Linked DNA regions of Pan troglodytes: region 1 is linked to region 2. Evidence: chromatin contacts called from public HiChIP or PLAC-seq data. All regions are on one chromosome and are shown on one strand. The core of a region is the stretch at or near the end of the contact, and the rest is flanking DNA. Distances in the headings are between cores, read along the strand shown.

What was found. HiChIP or PLAC-seq counts read pairs in DNA pulled down with a chosen protein or histone mark.
Region 1: a contact with region 2 is called in an H3K4me3 HiChIP or PLAC-seq map of stem cell-derived excitatory neurons, with 5 times the contacts expected there. The contact joins the promoter of KRCC1 here to the promoter of FOXI3 in region 2. A contact is called at or near these places in 1 of 7 Hi-C or Micro-C datasets (stem cell-derived neural progenitor cells) and 1 of 1 datasets of contacts at active chromatin or transcription factors (stem cell-derived excitatory neurons).

The regions. Positions count from the first base shown.
Region 1 is chr12:35,615,882-35,619,373 of NHGRI_mPanTro3-v2.0_pri, forward strand. It overlaps KRCC1 (lysine rich coiled-coil 1), which reads left to right and starts at 1,605. Exons shown (of 4, transcript XM_001139925.7): 1 at 1,605-1,856. SMYD1 (SET and MYND domain containing 1) reads right to left here and starts at 1,956. Exons shown (of 12, transcript XM_063788985.1): 1 at 1,790-1,956.
Region 2 is chr12:35,218,863-35,222,175 of NHGRI_mPanTro3-v2.0_pri, forward strand. FOXI3 (forkhead box I3) reads left to right here and starts at 1,947. Exons shown (of 2, transcript XM_525808.8): 1 at 1,947-2,864. The coding sequence starts at 2,147.

The DNA.
Region 1 (3,492 bases), core at 355-2,854, 400 kb after region 2:
ACAGGAAAGTAGAGAATACCCAAAATAAACGCTTCCACAGTATACCACGAGACGTGTCCATCAACAGGAAAATCAGTGGAGTCGTGTCCAGCAGTGAAATGAACAAATTACACCTGTCTTCAACAGCTTAGACGAAATTCAAAATATTAAGTGAAACAAACAAGTCCCAGCGTACTGCATAAAGGTGTAAATCTTATAACGTTTAAAAACAATCTAAATGTGTTTTAGCCATGCCTATGTGTGATAATAAATAGAGAAAGGAAATGATGAATACAAACCAGGTTAGTGATTTCTTTGGGAAACAGGGGATGAGATGATGAGATATATACATACATACATATTTGTGTGTATAATGTATATTATAGATGTACATGCTGAAAGAGCAACAGGGAGAGAGAGAAAAAGGTCATTTATGGACCAATGATGACGACGTATGATGACAAAGGATTGTGCTGAATCTACTCTGTGTATTTAGGGTATAATAAAGGAAAGATTATTACTGAGGCTTTATTGTAAAGATCATAAAATGTTTTGTTTTACTTATATTCCTTTTCTTTGTCTTTTTCTTCCTCCATGCATGCTTGCTTGCACGTAGTCATTTCAGTAGAGGGTAGTCACTAGTGATTGATTAACTTCATAGCCTAACCCCAGAGTGCTGGCAAGATTGATGAACTTGTTTTTCTTTTAAAGAACAATGGACCTGGCACGGTGGCTCACGCCTGTAATCCCAGCACTTTGGGAGGCCGAGGTTAGTGGATCACTTGAGCCCAGAAGTTCAAGACCAGCCTGGGCAACATAGTGAGACATCCCCACCGCCTGCCCAATCTCTATAAAAAATGAACAAAAATCACCCGGGCATGTGTGCATGCCTGCGGTCCCAGCTACTTGGGAGGCTGAGGTGAGAGGATCGCTTGAGCCTGGGAGGTCGAGGCTGCAGTGAGTGGTGATCCCACCACTGCACTCCAGCCTGGGCGACAACGCGAGACCCTATCACAAACAAAACAACCATGACCCTTAGGTCACGCAGACCTCCTTGATGGTCCAGATGGGGCATCATCTAATGGGGCAGATGAGACCTAGAGTCCCAGGGAGGAAACAGCTTTGATCATGGGGGATCCCACCCTCTGTATTCTTACCTTACTCATAAAAGCCCCCCAGTTACGTTCTAAGGCATGTCAGTATTTGAGAGACTTCTCCCGCTCTCTCGCTTTGGCCAAACGGAATAAACCTTCCCCCGCTCCTAAGCACTGAATGTGTCGGTGTTTGGCTTACTGCGCATTTGTTACACGAACCTATATTGTAGGTTCTGTTGATAAGGCAACAGATCATGTATTTTTGAGATACTTTGAGGGTGGAACTGTAAATTTCCAGTTTTTTTTTTGTTTTTTTTTTTTTACTCAGTTGGCTTTATATTCATTCTCCCAAGGCGAGCGAGCGACCCCCACGAACTTTTCCTTGCCCCAAAAAGGAGGGCAGACGGACAGGATCAAAACCAGTCGCGCCAGCAAAACATTAGAGCCGCGCCGGGAACTGCCAGGCCAAGCGGGCGAAGCAAGCAGCAAGGCGGGGCTCAAGAGGCTTCCTGGGCGCTGGGCTGGCCGCGCAAGCGCAGTAGCGCGCCTCGCCGCCATGGCGTCTGTGCTGTCCAGTCATAAGCCGGTAGTGGCGGCGACTTCCCCTCAGGAAGCCGGGTCTCCGCCTCCTCCTCCCATCCCGCCTGCTCGGCGGCGGAGGCGGCGGTGGCGGCAGCGGTTGTTCCTGCCTCTCCGCCACCTCCACCGCGGCTTACCCCTGGCCGGCGGCGTTGGCGGGGCGGGGGACAGTAGTTGTAGACGCCCGCCCCTGCCTCAGAGAAGGTGAGTTCCCGCCCCGGCGGCGGGGGCGGCCCGGTCTTCAGCCCCTCAACTCCTGCGCTCCAGGACAGGCCTCGCGCGCCCAGCCCGCCGGGCGCGCCCCGAGTGTGCGAAATGGCCGACCAGGGCGCGGCCCGAGTCCCGCGCACCCCTCACCGGCCGCCGCCCCCGGAAAGAGACGCCAGGGCTTCCGAGTGGAGTGCGGAGGGAAGGGGCGCTCGGCTTGCGGAGGAAGCCGAGGTCGGAGTGGGAAACTAGGGGCGACCAAGAGGAAATCTAGACCCGGAGGAAATCTAGACCCGGAGCGTCAGGGAAAGGGAAGTGGGGTGAGGAAACTCGAAAATTGAGGGGACAGGGATAAATAGAGAAAAGCCCAAACGTGGAAGAGAGTAAGCTTCCGTTTGGTGAAGTTCAGCATCCTGGAAAGTAGAGACTTTGACGTAGGACGCTTAGGGAGAGGTGGATTTAGGAATCGGGGAAAGCAGGAAGTAGCGGGGCCCTTGGGGGAAGAGAAGAGGGGATGAGGTTTAGGGGGGGATCACTTTGGAGTTATCCTAGGCTTTTGAGGATATGGCCCTGTAAGACAAGCTTCTAAGATTTATAGGCCCGTCTTGATAGTGATCTGGGGTTTTATGTGTGTGTGCTTTTAATCCTCTGATTTAGAGACGGAGGTCTCGCTGTGCCCAGGCTGGAGTGCAGTGGCGCGATCATAGCTCGCTGCAGCCTCCAGCTCCTGGGCTTAAGCGATCCTTCTGCCTCAGCCTCCGGAGTAGCTGGGACTACAGGCGCGAGCTACCGCGCCCAGCTGAGTTTTAATATGTACCTACCAATGTCAGAGATACACGAAGCTGGACATTAAAGCGTTGAAAAAGGATTTTATTCCGCAACTGCTGACAGAGGGGAAAGGCTGAGCTCCATTCCTATTTTCACCGAGATGACTGCGAGTTTTAAAGGGAGATGAAGGGAGTAGGGAGTGGGAAGAGAGGGCTCAAGTAGAGTCAGGGAGGTGAAAAATTACAAAGTGCTGGTCACTGTAAAAACGCAAGTAGGCCAGCTGTGTCTCCTATCTGGGAATTATCTAAGATAAAATACTATCCTCCCACAGAGACTGGGAGTCAGGCCCAGTCCTTCCTGGTTACATTTCAGAGCGATGGCTTTCAGGTCCTTGAGAAAGACACTCCTGAGTTGTAAGAGGTACAAACACATCTCAAAGGAACAGAGGAGGATTCGTAGTTGTGAGCCCTTTTTAGTAAATGCCTTTTAAAAGGGAAGTCAGGGAGCTGTTATTAGGTGTTGGCTAGAACAAACAGTAAAAATATTTTTGACAGCCTGGCTTCTCCAACAGGAACTCAAAAGAGGGCTGGATTGCCCTCATGGACGTGGGCTTAGGCTTCTAGAGGCCATGTTAAATTTTGGTCGACTCTCCAAGGATGGGGAGAGCTTTTGCAGTTCTCCAACACATTGCCCCTAACACAAAATGCTATTTCTTATCCATCTTAATCTAAGAGATGTTTGAGTTCTTACTATAATAGTTCTATATGTCTGCAAACAGCCTGCTGGTTGCAAATCATGAGATAAGGCTTAAAGCAGTTTTGGGAATGATTTTAGTTGATAGTGCTTGATCCCACTGCAGAAGACC
Region 2 (3,313 bases), core at 697-3,196:
ATTTGACTCTAAAGAAAAACTACAAAGTATGTATGGGCAAGCAATCTGCTAAAAGATAAGATAAATTATTATATTTTTAAGGACATAAATTACTAAAGGGAGACGGTTTCAAATTTTTCATAATTTATTGCCATCTAGGTTCCCAGCTTTTCTTTTGGAATTTCTTTTTAGTTTAGACCTTTACATTTAAGAACAAATATTAAATTTTTGTATTATAACTTATTTAAAAATGTTTTCCAAGCTGGGTGCCGTGGCTCACGCCTGTAATCCCAGCACTTTGGGAAACCGAGGCGGGTGGATCATCGGAGGTCAGGAGTTCCAGATCAGCCTGGCCAACATGGTGAAACCCCATCTCTACTAAAAATACAAAAATTAGCTGGGTGTGGTGGCGGGCGCCTGTAATCCCAGCTACTCAGGAGGCTGAGGCAGGAGAATCGCTTGAACTCCGTAGGTGGAAGTTGCGGTGAGCCCGAGATCGCGCCATTGCACCCTGGACAACAGAGCAAGACTTCGTCTCAATAAAAAAAAAAAAAGTTTTCCCATTTCCAATTTCCTTTCATAGTTGTCATCCTTATTTAAAAAAAAAAATTCATTTCATTTCAGGCCATTTAGGAAGAAAAAAACAAACAACACTGGGCTTATCTAAATTATGAAAACATTTTAGATCCTTGAACCAAAATAAGACAATTAAGACAAACACTATTCTTTTCTACAGCATTTGCCAGGAGATTGAATAGAAACAGTGCTTTAAAGGGTTGACAATAATTTATTTCTGGTCCCAGAAAAGACGACTAAATAGTGACATGTGAAGTGTGATTTGCATTTTAGGTATCCAAATTTGCTGATTAAATATTTTTAGATTTCATTTTCAAGAAGTGACACACCAGAAGAAAAAAAAATCCTCCAAAATACATAACTAATTTCATCATGAAAATAAATGCCCTGGAGGAGAAGGGAAGTTTCCGAATGATTAAATATTCTGAACTGCCAGTCGGCAATTGGCAAACAGAAAAAAACGTTTTCCCTCTCCCTCTCGGTTAAATGAAAACCTCAGACCTGTCACGTATTAAGAACACATTTAGGAATACTTTTAATAGTAAAATAAACAATTTTCATATTGTTGTTTCCAGCCAATCGAGGGTGATTACGTGGAACGTGAGGTCGCCACAGTATTTTACAGGTTTTATTTGTTTCCCAGGCAGGGAGACGCATTAAAAAACTTAGCAAAAGTAGAGGGCAAGTCATAGACTTGCCCGTTAGATGAGGCTGTTTTTGTAAATGAGCGCTTCTTGCACAGTTTAAATTACTTAAAACTTTGAAACTTTCGGGTTTAAAATGCTAATTCCGAAGCTACTTATTTAAATGTCTTTGAAAACATTCACCTTTATGTTTTTGAAGATAACAAATCACAACGAAAGCCCGTACAAACCGCACAGAAAACGAATAAATGCTTCCCGAATGTGAGCGAACCTACAGTTTGGTTAGAAAAACTCAACACTGATTTCCGTTCCTCCAATCACAGAATCCCCGAGGAGAAGGGGACACGCCAAGGGGGCCTGTTAATAACCTCTACCGTATACCCCAAAGCGTTGTAAATCACATCGATTATTTTCGACTGGAAGCCGATCGGTTGAGACTGGACGTGAATTCCGCGACTCGATCACAAAAGGTTAGGAGGAAAGAGGTAGAAAAGCCAAAAGGACGACTAGGCAGGTGGCCCGAGCGGCCACCCCAAGTTAACTTTTTAGAAATCATTCGTACTGTTCGGGTTATCTTCTCTTTAATATTCGTGGCTTTACTTATTATGATGTTAAGAAACGTGGGCTAGGAATGGGGTGCTGCTTTTTGCCCGAAACCTGGAGGCGCCGGCCTCCTAGACGCAACCGGGCCCGGGCCGAGGGGCGGTAGGGGCGGGGCGGGCGGGCTCCGGGTTTGGGCGCGCGGGCAGGTGGGGCGTGGCGGGGGCGTGGAGAGCCCAGGCCCGCGGCCACCGCCCCGCTCCGGGCCGGCCCAGGAGGAGCCGCGCCGGGCTCGGTTATAAGAGGCCAGCTAGCAGGCGCTCCGCGAGTACCCGCCCGACCCCGGCCCGGAGCACCGGGCGCCCAGCGCGGGTGAAGGCGGAGCCGCAGGGTTGGCCCCCAAAGGGATGCTCTCGCCCGAGCGGCGAGACCAGCCCCGCTCGCCCCTCGCCGCGGCCGCGCCGCAGCCGCCCACGGCCGCCGACATGGCCCTCTACTGCGGCGACAACTTCGGAGTGTATTCGCCGCCCGGCCTGCCCCCGCCCGCCGCCACCGCCGCCGCCCCGGGCGCCCCCCCGGCAGCCAGGGCGCCTTACGGGCTGGCCGACTACGCCGCGCCGCCGGCCGCCGCCGCCAACCCCTACCTGTGGCTCAACGGGCCCGGCGTGGGAGGCCCGCCCTCCGCCGCCGCCGCAGCCGCCGCCGCGTACCTGGGCGCTCCGCCGCCACCGCCGCCCCCCGGGGCCGCGGCCGGGCCCTTCCTGCAGCCACCGCCCGCCGCCGGCACCTTCGGCTGCTCTCAGCGGCCCTTCGCGCAGCCCGCGCCCGCCGCGCCCGCCTCGCCCGCCGCGCCCGCGGGGCCCGGGGAGCTGGGCTGGCTGTCCATGGCCAGCCGCGAGGACCTGATGAAGATGGTGCGGCCGCCCTACTCGTATTCGGCGCTCATCGCCATGGCCATTCAGAGCGCGCCCGAGCGCAAACTCACTCTCAGCCACATCTACCAGTTCGTCGCCGATAGCTTCCCCTTCTACCAGCGCAGCAAGGCCGGCTGGCAGAACTCCATCCGCCACAACCTGTCGCTCAACGACTGCTTCAAGAAGGTGCCCCGCGACGAGGACGACCCAGGTGAGGGCCGCTGGCAGGTGCTTCCCAGCCGGGGAGGGCGGGCGCGGGTCGCGAGGGCCGGCGCAGGGGTCGGTGTGCGGTTGGAAGATCTGCCAGGAGTCTTCCTGTCCAGGCTGCGGGTGGGAGCGGATGGAGGAATAACCACCCAACCCAGAGGACAAAGGGAAGGAGCAGGAGATCTTCGGAAGGAAGACTCAATGAGAAAGGAGCTTGACCTTTACATCCACATTCGCAGAGGCGGGCCAATTAGAGAAACGAAAAAAATCTGTATCCCAGAACAGAAGGCTACCCCTGGGTGGTGTTCCTTAGGCCTTTTGAAGGGAGGGTCTACTTACAAGTGAGCTCTCAGATAAGGGATGGTTATAAAGGGATCCGTGTGAGCTGGGATTTCCATCACGTTTCGCAGAAGACGCGGTGGGAGAACTGGGGTCCAGCCCGGCTGTCCCTAG